Linked DNA regions of Zea mays: region 1 is linked to region 2. A link is a contact called in public Hi-C data. All regions are on one chromosome and are shown on one strand. Each heading gives the region's core, a stretch centred on a gene start, on an enhancer-like site or on the middle of the called end of the contact. The rest is flanking DNA. Distances are from core to core; before and after follow the strand shown. Region 1 holds the start of LOC103654780. Region 2 holds the start of LOC100191610.

Region 1 (6,146 bases), core at 3,635-6,134, 140 kb after region 2:
CAGTTCGTTGTTTCTGTCTGAAACACATCTGGATAAAGCTAAGGCAGAAAAAGTTAGATGTGATGTCTTCGACCACCATGAGAGTGATGGGGGGGGGGGGTTGCTGTTGTTGTGGCGGGATGACATTAATGTTCGTGACAAAGAGTCACAAAGAACTATATTGATGTCATCATAGAAGATGGGGTTGGAGGTTCACTGGTATTGATGGTGAACCTGCATGGGACCGAAAGCACATGACATGGGAGATTCTATGGTCAATAAAGGGAGACCACCGGATTCCTTGGCTTGTGATGTGGGATTTCAATGAGATTTTATATAATCTGGAAGGAGGGAGGTTCTACAATTAATAAAAGAAGCCAGCTGAGTCCTACAAAATTAGGCCTGTTTATCCAATGGACACTCCTTCATTCCAAAACAATATAATAACTTTGTACTTTGCCTTCAACCAACATTAAAGTTTTAGCATTAGCATACATTAAAAGAAATAATATTAAATACAAATCATTAACTTTTCCAATTAAATGTGAAGTCAGCTAGTATAGCTGTACTATTGTTAAGTGTGCACTCCAAAAGCCTCTCTAAACTTCAATCTCTATATTTCTCTATTTGGATAGCCATTCCATGAATATTCTCTTTATATATCTCTTGTCCCTCCAATGGCCCCCCTAAGTTTCAATCTCTATACTCTAATAGTTAGTTTGCTATAATTTTCCTCTAGCGATAAAATTCATGAGAACTATCATATATAACATGTAGAGTGTTGTAGCCTCAACATTAACAGAGAGCGGGAGTGGTGGTTTTGGAGTGAGACAGATGGAGTTGTTTAGAGAGTAAGTATTGGAGCCTGTTTGCGGGAAAATGTGGGTGCAACAAGCGGGAAAATGCGGGCGCAACACACGGGACGGGAAGGAAGCACCGAGCACGCCAACAGGCCAGATGGTGAGGGATGTAGACTATCCAAGAATAGAGAGTGAAGGTGGAAGGATGTTGAGCTAGTAAATCTGGAGAGCCATTTACAGAGTCTATTAGAGACCTTTTTCTTCTAATAGTCATATTTATCTTTAAAAAATAAATTTAGATAATCTCTTGGAGTTGCTCCAAGAGCATCACTCAACAATATCATCTAGAAACTTTTCAAACATCTCATTGTAATTTTTAGCTTTTTTCTGCAAACAATTAGCTGTAAATTATTATAGCAAAACATCCACCTAGCCAAGTTGATCGGTAGACCTGACAACAAACTCAACAATACTTACCGAAGATGATTGCTTACAAGCCAAAACAAAAGGAGAGATAGCATCTGTCTTATGGTTATGGGATGTAGCAGTTCAGCAGGAAATGTTTATACTAAATGAAGGCAAGTAGTGAACACTGCATGGTAAAGCAAGTTCTTCCGTTTCTGTCCTAGGGTTTTCGTGTAGTTTAAGGAAGTGCTCAAAAGTAGTTTTTTCCTCAAGGCACAGGAGAGCATTGCTCAAAAGTAGTGGCAAAAGGCTTCAAAGTTCAAAAAAATAATTTAGCATCCAACTGATACACATGTAATGTGCATCTTTCGCTAGAGTCTAGACAATTTATTTGTTCACTTAACTACAAGAGACTACTTCTATACTAATCCACATACCTCTGACTGTCAGGGAACTCATTCCTCTGTAGCTGGGGTAGGTTCTTCTGTAGCTAGAGATTCCTCTGTAGCTGGGGTAGCAAATCTTGATCTTCTATTTTCCTTCAGAAGCTCAATCTCCTTATAGAGTCCTTCCATTCTGCTCCACAGTGAGTTGACAGACAGTCCCCACTCTTCAAGCTTTGAGAACCATTTGTACTGGAATCTTTCGATCATATCATTTACCATGGCAATTTTTTGCTGCTCCTCCTCACACCGCCTCTTCTCCAACTCCCTCACACTAAGAACAAGACCACCACCACCAGCAACATCATCATAAAGAGGAACATTGCAAGGGAACTTCTTCCTGTACTCATCAAAAGAAGCCCGGGTCTGTTTTAAAGCTCTTTTGTAGGTAGTTACCAAATGGGCCATAACATTCAGATCATGCTCGAAGCGTCTAAGCTCCACTTGATACTTGTTCTGTTGCTCAAACCGAGCTGAGTTTAGGGATTGGATAATGGCTTCCTTCTCTTGCAGCATGTCAGACCAATGTTGTTTCTCAAATTGCAAACTCTGAAGTTTTTGCTCCTTCTGCTCATAGAGCCTGCTTGCCTCAACCATCAAGTTCTGTATAGGTACCGAAAAGCTTGCGTTGAAAAAGCCTGATCCAGGTGATATGTTGCCACTGTTACTATGGCGCATCCTCTTCTGCTGATTAGACTGAGGAAAGTCCTCTTGCGCCTGCATATTGTCATCGTAACCATCAATATCATCAATATTCCTCTTACCATTATTCCCAAATAAATATGAGCTCCCTGGTCCCAGATCCACTCCATTCTTATGTGCATCAGCCCCCATAGCCAAGAAATCCCCAGAAGGCAGATCATGCACATTCCCTGCTACATTGTACGTTGAGGGAATTGAGTTCATGGCTTGGAGGAGGTTTGATGGTGTCATCCTTTCTGAAGATGCCCTCGCAGGGAAATCATCAAACCTCAACTCATCCTTCATTACAGTCTCCCCTTCATTCAGGTTCTCAAACTCCATGCCTCCAAATGTGTTACAGCGTTGCAAAGAATGTGACATTCCCTCATCCCCCCTGCCATCCCCAATTCTCCAATTCATGTCCTCTCCATCATTAACCTCAAATGCATCATCCTCTGACTCCTCTGCCTCTTCATTGGCACTGTCACTCTCATCCTCGTCCAGATTCTCAACATTAGTTTCCTCTTCCACATCCATAGCAACATAACCATTGGTAGAGTCAAACCCCAAGCTCAATCCCATTGCATCCTTCTCTTCATCCTCCTCAGCCTCATCATCCCCCAATTCCTCTGCAACAGCCACTACCTCCTGTGTTACAGCTGCTGCCTCCACCAAGGGTTCTTCACCATCCACATCTGTAGGCACTGGCACATCATCGCCCCCCATTGGTGCTACCTCTGCTGTTTCCTCATTATTGTCAAGCCTTGCCTCATGTACAGCAGGCACCACTTCAACTGCCACAAATCCCAAACATATTCCATCAATGTTTGTGCCATTGACATGCTCATCCGCAGTGTTCTTGTCATCTAAGTTTGGACCCTTAACATCCTCTTCCACCAACTCTGATTCATCATTCAATCTCTGGCTCCTTGTGTCTTCATTGACCGCATCCAATTCGACTATATTGTTGTTCATGGCATCCACAGACTCAGACTCATTGAAGGTCTTGCTCCTTGAATCTTCACTGACTGCCTCCATTTCATCTATATTGTTGTCCATGGCATCCGGATCCACATCCACAGCCTCAGATTCATCCAAGCTCTTGGTCCTTGCATCTTCATTGACCATCTCCATTTCATCTATATTGTTGTCCATGGCATGCGGATCCACATCCACATCCTCAGATTCATTCAAGCTCTTGCTCCTTGAGTCTTCATTGACCGCCTGCATTTCATCTATATTGTTGTCCATGGCATCCGGATCCACATCCACAGTCTCAGATTCATTCAAGCTTTTCCTCCTTGAGTCTTCATTGACTGTGTTTATTTCATCTATATTGTTATCCATGGCATCCGGATCCACATCCACAGACTCATATTCATCCAACCTCTTGCTCCTTGCATCTTCCTCAACCACCTCTAGTTCCTCTATACTGTTGTTCCTGTCATCCATATCCCCTAAACCCAACTCCTCCATGACCTTGTTCCTAGTAACAGAAACCCCCAATTCCAACTCGTCCAAACCATCACTCCTTGCACTAGCATTTCCCAATTCCGACTCCTCCAAGCTCTTGCTCCTCACGTCGTTACTGGCATCCCCATCCCTATCCCCCAGCTCCAGCTCCACCAAGCTCTTGCTTTTCATATCCACATCACCATCCTCCTCCATCTCCACATCAGTGGATGCCTCCGGAGCAGGCTCTCCTGTGCCCCCTTCCTCCACCAGCTCCAACAAATGTGGCTTTTGGGCATAAATGAGCCTCTGCAGATGAGGCCCGTAGTAGCACACCCCGTCTTCCCTCTTAGGCAGCTCGAGGATCTCCTTCTCGACGAGGCCCCACATCAGGCCCGCCCAGTCAACCCTATGCGCCGCCCCCTCCCTGACCGCCTGCTCCGCGGCGGCCACTTCCTGCGGCAGTATGCACATGTCGTCTCCTAGGAACGGGAGCAGAACGTAATCCTTCAGGAGCTGCATAACGGCAGGCACCACGGCTGCGGGGTCGATGTCGGCTGGGGCCGGCGCCGAGGGGGAGGGCTTCGAGGGTAGGCAGAGCGCGCGGGTAAAGTTGTGGCGCGAGACGGCGACACGGACGCCTCGGACGAAGCTGCGCTTGCAGACCGGGTCGTAGTAGGCGACGAGCGGGGCGATGAGGTCGGGGCGCAGGGTGTCGGATTGCAGGTCGAGGCGGAAAAACTCGAGCAGACCTAGGGCATCGAGCGCCGCCTCCTGCGCCGGCGGTAGGGCACGGGCCCCGGCAGCTGAGGACTCGAGGGATCGGAGGATGAGGTGGGCGCGGAGGTGGGACAGGCGCTGCTCCGCGGCAGCGCGCTGCTTGTCAGTGAGAGGCTTCTTGAGCTTGCCGCCGCCGCAGCCAGCTGTAGGCTTCCGCGGCGGCATGTCCGGATCCGGCGAGGCTTGCGTGGGGAGGGGATCGGCGGAGTCGGGCATGGCGGGTTGGGGAATTCGGGGAGGTGGCTTCGCGTGGGTTTTGGCTTCGGTTTTCCATGTGGGTGTGGATCAAATAATTGAGAGAGACGAGGGGCTTTTTTAAAAATGTTTGTTGTGCTATTTTTCAATTTGGACTACAGATTCATGCAGTCAACAGCGCTCTTGAATGGAATCGGTTATCTACTGTTCAAGTACTTGTCATCTATTGTTCTGCTTCAGAAACGCTAGAGTCTGTAATCCGTTATAAATTGGAAGCTTAAACAAAATGTGTACGAAAGATGAACTCCTTATCACTCTTTGCTTTTGTGCAAAAATAAATAAATCACATTTTTATCTTAGTTTTTCCTGATTACTAATTGTTATGGTAATGTGGCATCAGCGCCAAAACAAGCAAATGATTTTCAAATGTGTTGACAGCGGTTAAGGTCATGTATGTAGATTTTTATGGTTTAGGGCTAGTCTGGGAATACCATTTTCTCAAGCGATTTTCATTTTATCAAGAGAAAAAATAAACTAATTTTCTTTGAGAAAATAAAAATCACTCGGAAAATGGGGTTACCAAACTAGCCCTTAAACTGGAAAACTAGCAATACGTCACATTGGCCTCTTCGGCTGGACTCGTTCCTGGCTAGAGATTGCTAATAGATGACTAGTATGTCTGTCTCCAGCAACGTCACTTAAATTTCATCCCCTAAAGGGACAACGTTGTTGGATCTTTTATGGGCTTGGCCCATTTATTGAATAAACTTTATGGTGTGTAATGGTTGAGAATACCAATAGTACCATATTGGAAGTCCAAGTGTCTTTTGGCTTGACTTATATGGTGGGAATTATTCCACTTAATTTGAGAAGTCAAGAAATGGACAAGGGCGTGACACACACGCGTGTGCGCGCCACCGCCACCGCCGGCCTCGGGCGTGGCGAGGTAGGCAGGCAGGCGGCGAGCGGACGTGGTGTGGTTGTATTAATTTTTAGCACTCATTAACCGCGGGAGTTTCAAACTCCGGGTTAAACCTTTCAGTTGCCTGTCTCTTCGTCAGCGGCATGCGAGACCTTTGTCCTTCAGCTGCCCGTCTCCTGGCGTGCCGCATGCGACCCTTCTCCTTCAACTTCCCTCTGCGAGAGGTTAAGTAGAGGAGAACCCTCGTTCGAGACCTTGCACGGGGGATCGGCAATTAGGTTTTTAGGAAGCGTCTACGCAACTGCCCAAAACATCTTCCTGGCGACATGACAAGGGAAGCTGGACAAGGATCTGGATCATCAGAGCGCATGAGATGGTATGATCAGTTTATTTCCTTACTGTTTTACGTTTTGCAGATTATATATGTTTCATATATCCATATGTGATGTTTTATATGTAGCAATGATTTTATCTTATCTGTTATGTCTT
Region 2 (6,952 bases), core at 4,181-6,680:
AACCTGTCAATACCGTGATTATTGACCATAGAATACTGAACATTACGCAGTGATAGCCAGTGTGTGAAGTCAAGAAAGCAAAATGCCGTTGGAACATGCAACTGAGCACGGTGTCGGCGTCGCGATAAACAGAGCGACTAATAAATGGCGGCCTGCTCAACCACAGCCAATGGACCATAGCCAACAGAACCCCATTCGCCCTCACCTGTGCTCCCATTATATCTTTGCTGCCTTTGCACTAGGCACGTGCCCATCTGATGCTACTCTAGGATGACAATTCATTCAGAACTAAAACTTGCTCGCATGGAGTTGAAGGAAACAATTCCCAGATCAGCACAACTGACAACGAAAACAAGAGATTGCTTCCAACAAGGTAGGGATTAGTTATGTGGTTGGAAAAGCACGAAATAATTTCCCATTAATAACATTTACAGAATTACACTGACTGACAACAGGGGATATATGGAACACTTACAGGCGCACTACAACGTTTAAACGTTGGAGAAAGTAACACAATAGCAGGGATCGAATTCCTTCAATAGCTTAACAATACACCGACCACCCCCTTCCCTCCTCTCACTACTTGGGCAAAAATCAGATTTTTGCATTAAGACATGCGACAAATTAAGGCTGGCTGCACGAGAACATACCACCTCTCCTTACGCGCCAGCTCATGTTTGACCTTCCAATAATTGTCAGATTCTACACCTTGAATGCAGGTTGCCTTCCGCACAACGAAGCACCACCATAGAGCCTTCGCCTATGGTCCAGTAGCGGGCAATAATGTGAGCCCAAGATGCCGCCTAGCATGGTCTGGGATCAACCTGTTGATGAGCTCTGGGGAGGCATTTGCTAGCTGCAAGTTCATAGGCAAATACAATGTCGGTATCTCGCTTGTAGAAAGGCATTTATGTTCAGCTGTTTTGCTTCGGACATTTGCTTATCGTGTGCTCAAACTACCATTTCAGTCAAACGCGACTACAGTTCCCCAATCCCCACATGTTTTGTCCTATTTTGTTGAAAGAAAATCACATGCAAAGCATTAATGTGTCTCAGTCTTGAAACTGCTTACTTCCTGTTTAAAGTTGAACAGTGGAGGAAATGGCCGTCCATTTGGCAACCTCGCATGTGGTTCTCGCAAATCGTCAAAGAATGGATGTGCACACGCTTCAAGCTGCATGGTTACCAAAATTAGCAATAAAATCAACACAGTGAAGGAACAGTAGTTGTTAGGCTAGGCATCTTAGACTTGATGGTTGATTGTCCTCTTAGAAAAGACACTCAAAATGCTTTTATGTTTTCAAGTCCATCAATGTCACCTCCAAGGAGAGGAAATTTTATAAGGTAGAAATTACAGTGCAGAATTGAAATCCAGCTGAGATTAGCACACACATCTTCTGACTATAAAGGCTAACAGCCTACTGACTTCTCAAGTCTTGACAAAGGTAATCCAGATAAGGCAATCAAAGACCTCCATGGTTCCTTTTTCACACTTGGCACAGACTCCAAGAGGTGAAAAGCTTACAGAGAAGTCCATTTTGGATGGGTATAAGGTGCAGCATTGTCATGCTACGAAGGATGTCATGTAAAGTCTTGGACACCATTTATGACAATAGAAAGGAAAAGGATATGGCACCATCATATCCAATCATCGGTACTACTTTTTTTTATATTGAATGAATCATCAGTAGTAGCTTTATACACACAAATTGAGATGATGGGAACATTTAACAGCTAAAATAGAAAGCAATGGGTCAACATGACCAATCAATTAGGAAGAAACAATTAATGCCATAACTAAGCTTTGCAATCATTGATAGGTAGATTAGTTGATTAGAATGAGTCAAATAGGAAGACAAAACTCACAGCAGTGCATCTTAGATTTGGTGAATACTGGAGCAAGCGTGAAGCGAGATCTATAGCTTCTGGAGGCATCCGCTTGTGGAAAATCTGCAAGAGCAAAGGTATTTTAGTTTAAGTTTTCTACCATTCAATGATATAACATGATAAATAAATTTCACATACCTTGTGCCATGGGTGAGCTTTGATCTGAGGAAATCTAAACTCGGTGTAGTTTGGATTCATACATCGGATTTCCTCGCGCGTTGGGGTACCAAGAACCTGTCAGCAAAGCAAATCCATCCAATACATGGAAATAGAAAACACTAGGTAGTACATTTCTTTACAACTAATATAGTGCAGTCTGCAGAACCACCAAGTACCTTTATTATCTCAACAAGCTGATCCACAGCACTTTCACCAGGGAAGAGAGGCTGATAAAATCACATTTAACAAAAAATGTGTTTAGTTCTGAGTTTGTTGCCCAGATGGATACATAACCACAGGAAATCTGTGGGATAAGCAAAGAAGAGAAACTAACCTGGCCAAGAAGCAGCTCAGCAAGAACACATCCAGCTGACCAAATATCAATTGATGTTGTGTACTCAGTTGCCCCAAATATGAGCTCTGGAGCACGGTAATAACGTGAACATATATATGATATGTTTGCTTCACCTTTGACCTGATCAAATTGTGAAATAAAGTAGGATTAAAATGAGTAAAATATATATTCTATATATCCAGAAACTTGAAAAGCAACAAAACTACGTTAAACGAATAGGATGGCATTGAAGCAGCAGCAAAATAGGAGGCAGTCCAGGTGGAACACTGGATTCTTCTCTCACCCCTTTTGTGCCACTGGATTCTATTCAGCAGTGTGTAAGAAATTTTGTCCATAGAAACTTTTATAACAACAAAAGGAAGCTACTTCATCACTAAAAACAATGTATGCAAATCAAACTGCACTGTTATGCCTTCTTTAGAACAACAAAGAAAACATATGATATTAGCTGTACACAAGCTACAGGACTGCATTAACTTACCAACATTTTGGCACTCCCAAAATCACATATCTTCACTTGGTGAGTCAGTGGATCAACCTATAATGAATGAGCTGACTATCAGATTCAGATTAATTAAGAATTAAGATTTTGTGAAACCAAATTATAAGATATGGACAGGCCATACCAAAAGATTTTGTGGTTTCACATCCCTGTGGCAAACTCCAGGTACTGTGTGAATATAGGCTAAGCCTCGAAATATCTGCAAAAAAATCAAAATCACATCCAATCTTCTGTAGATTTAACAAAAAGAGTAGCAGAACATTCCAGAATCCAAAAGAGTATAAATGATTTTTTTACCTGGTAGGTATATAATTTGACATAAATGAGTGGCATCCTCTGGTTCATATTGCTGTAATGTTTCAACACCCGATATAATGACTCGGGAACAAACTCCATCACTAAGTTAAGGAAAAGTTCATCTCTGCTTGTGGTAGAGAAGAAGCAATGCTTCAAGGAAACAACATTGCAGTGATCCATGGATCGCATGATTTGTAGCTCCCTGTTCTTGTAGCGCTTGTCCTGCAAAACCTTCTTAATCGCAACAGTCTCACCAGTCTCCAGACATTTTGCCTAAATGTACATGCAGACAATAGAATCAGGGTAACTAAAAAAACATAGGAAGGTTTATAGCAAAGCAGCCATCACGGTACCTGGAAGACGATTCCAAATGATCCAGTTCCCACAACTCTCTCTGCCATGTAGCTGATAGTCTAAGCAGCAGAAAAACACACAACCCAAGTTAGGAAAGATATAGCTGTATGCACGACATTCAATAATGTCCGGTGAATTTTGGTCCCATAAAAATTACCCTTTTAGGCTCTCCATTCTTCCCTCCAATGGTTGTCGAGATTATATGGCCTGTGACCGGATCACTCCCTTCAATCATAGAACCAGCATGCTGTCACAAAGTAAAATCCATAAAAAAAGGTGGCAGCACATAGCCGAGACATGGTACCCTTCTTAAAATGCCGAGGACTGCGGCACAAGGTAGTAGAATTGGGGAATTACAGCCATCTAACTATTGCTAATTCACACAAACTAGGCTTGCTAGAAATGAAAACTCAACAATTCAGAAAATCCTTATCCACAAACAGAACTGAAATCGCAACAAGACAAAACATACATCACAAACCTGCCAATCACACCATGGCTTAGGGGGTGTTTGAATACACTAGAGATAATAGTTAGCTGCTAAAATTAGCCGATGACATCCAAACAGTCTAGCTAATAGTTTAGCTACTAGCTATTTTTAGCAAATTAGCTATTGTTAGCTAGCTAAGAGCATCTCCAAGAAAACACGTAAAGGCTTCCCAAAACCATTTTTATAAAAGAAACGCTGATTTCCATACTCCAACAGAATCCCCTTCCTTGCTCGCATTTTTTCGCGACCCACAAACAAGGATTGGCGTCCCTCAAATATGTGCGACAAGAAAGTTCCCCAATCGCCTGCGTACGTGCGCGCACTAGCTGGTGGCGTGGCGGGCGTGTCCTGCGCTGGTGTGCGAGAACACAAGGCAGGGGGATGCAAATTTAAAAAAAAACCAACGACATGTATGTGGGCTAGCTACATGCATTAAAAGTTGGTCCAATTTCGTTTTAGTTTTTTATTTTGGGGAAACTGCTGGAGTAAACATTTTATTCCACCCCTAATCAGTTTTAGTATGCCCTCTATAATCATTTTTTGGGGAAAATTTTTGCATATTCTTTTGGAGTTGCTCTAATTTCACTAGCAATTTTTTAGTCAACTAACTATTAGCTCTAGTGCATTCAAATATCCCTAACAAGAGAGTGAGATTAACTGTCACAATCATCTAAAAAAGAATTACCTAGTTCAATTCCCCCGTTTGGAGCAGTTGTGATCACCTAGTATACCACTATGCAAAGGCACCCCAAGCCGGCATGCCAAAGCCAAGCGGCCTGGCGAAAGCAGAGGCAAGAAGCTTGCATAGCGCGCACGCAAGGACCAGGAAGGCAGCGCAGCCGCATATCCTCCCCGGCAAGCAAAGCTCCTCCACCTCCCCAGAGAAATCGCGCGGGAGGGGCATGCAGCTAGACCTGGCCTCGCCGCGCGCGGAGCAGATCTACGGACGGATCGAACGAGGGAACCACCAAACACGACGCGGGGTAAACGAAACGAGGGGGGGGGGGGGGGGGGGGGGGGGCGGAACGGAGACATCCGGGAGGCCTGCGCGACCGCTCCGGGCCGCCGGAAACACACGGCGGCGGCCGACAGGAAAAAAAGAACCTCGCTCACCTTGGCGTCGGCGGGGGCGTGTGCTGTGCCTGCGGCGGCAGGGGGGAGCGGCTGGTCCACCTGCATCGGGTCCGCGGCGCCGGCGCCGTGGGCCCCACCCGGCATGGCGGCCATGTGGTGGGTGGTGGGGCTGCCGGCTGCGGGCGGAGACGACGCGGAAATGAACGTCCTCTCTCCCGTGTCCTCTTGGTCTCTCTCTCTGTATCGGTCTCTCTCTCCTCGGTGAGGTTGGGCCGTTGGGGAGGCGGCTGGGCTAGAGAGAGAGGGAGGCAGCGCCACCGCCCCGAGCCTCTTTTTCTCGCCAAAAGTACTATAAAAATATTCTATAATTTAAAACTAAATATATTTTATATAATTTAGAACACCAACAAAATATTATGTTCCAACATTAAAATTTTAAGGTCGTTTGACACAGCTCTGCTCTCTTGAAGAATCACTCCTGTCAAGCCAAACGATAAAAATCTAAAGTGCTTTATGGTATGAGTGAAGTCAATCTAGTCTTTACTTTGTACTATAAAGTGTGAGCCAAAAAACATGTTTCACACCACTCCTGACCTGCTCTCCACTGTTTAACCCCTCCGAAATCACTTCACAGCCTATTTACCAAACGGGTTTCATTAAATAGATTCACTTTCGGTAGAGAATCACTTAGAATCACTCTATCAGAGAATTAGCTCTCAGAGCTAGATAATCATAGAGCGGAGCTCTACCAAACGAGCCCTTAATTCTAGTTTATAGGGCAACCCATTAAGGTATAGTATATTTGAGGCACTTGAGAGGGTGCACTATATGTTTTTACAAAATTTTACAAAATGAGTTATTGTTGTAGTATTTTTTCTGTGTAGAGTCTTATATTTCAATTTGAGGTAGTTTGAGGTATTGTTGGAAATTTTCTTAGGGCTAGTTTGATAACCCTATTTTTTAATAGATTTTTATTTTTACAAAGAAAATTAGTTTATTTTTTCTTGAAAAATAGAATTTACTTGAAAAAATAAAGTTTCAAACTAGTCCCCACATGCTGCTACGAGGAGTTTCTGGACAAGGAGAATTTCGAGAATACCGGACCAGTGTTGATACTCGATAGTGTTGTACTCTAACTAAAAAGCTACCGATGGAATTTCAGGGCATCACACTATTTTCTATTTTTCAACATTGACTCTAAAGTCTTAAAACATGCTCGCGTTTCGGCCTCCCTCCGTGTTCTCGGGTACGACATCCTCACAGCTGCCGACACGTCCACGCACCACGGACGCGAGCGAGACTCTATCACGGACGTGAGGTTTTCGGACACGAATTGTTTATCCAATCCAGCTTTATCGTTCTCCCTTCCGCTATCTCCTCACACGCCGCCGCCTGCCCGACTTCCGGATCCGCTGCTCCCCTTCCCCTTTCGACCTCTTCCAGCCCGCTGCGGGGGAGCACGCACCAGCCGAGGTCGGCCGATCACGCGACAGAGATGGAGGCTCCGGCACCTATGCTGGCTACCGCGGATCTGGTGGCAAGGGGCGGAGGATTGGGAGGCGGCGACTCGGCTGCGCCTGCGTGGCTTCCTGCTGTCTGCTTCTACTCGCCCTCGAGTTTCGGCCTAACAAAGGAACAAGGCCGCAGCTGATGCCCCTGTAAAGGGAACGGAGTGCAGGCGACGCCGGGAGGAGATGCGGTGGCCATGTCTCTGATCTGGGTGTTCAGGTACGGCTCGCTGATCTTGAACCCACGCCCGCGTCGTCGGCTTCATCGGGGACTACCAAATCTGTTTGCCACTGTACGTCTGTCCGTGAAATTTCGCCATACCTCG

Evidence for each region. Hi-C and Micro-C count contacts between places; a contact is called where the count stands out from the background.
Region 1: a contact with region 2 is called in a Hi-C map of leaf, with 2.2 times the contacts expected there. The contact joins the promoter of LOC103654780 here to the promoter of LOC100191610 in region 2. A contact is called at or near these places in 6 of 25 Hi-C or Micro-C datasets (ear, leaf and tassel).

Annotation. Positions count from the first base shown.
Region 1 is chr4:237,231,709-237,237,854 of Zm-B73-REFERENCE-NAM-5.0, forward strand. LOC103654780 reads right to left here and starts at 4,885. Exons shown (of 3, transcript XR_002269346.3): 1 at 1,622-4,885.
Region 2 is chr4:237,090,534-237,097,485 of Zm-B73-REFERENCE-NAM-5.0, forward strand. LOC100191610 reads right to left here and starts at 5,431. Exons shown (of 12, transcript NM_001137039.1): 1 at 5,158-5,431; 2 at 3,712-3,801; 3 at 3,554-3,613; 4 at 3,201-3,473; 5 at 3,028-3,102; 6 at 2,883-2,939; 7 at 2,381-2,521; 8 at 2,223-2,273; 9 at 2,026-2,121; 10 at 1,867-1,950; 11 at 1,073-1,174; 12 at 395-856. The coding sequence starts at 5,271. The coding sequence ends at 761.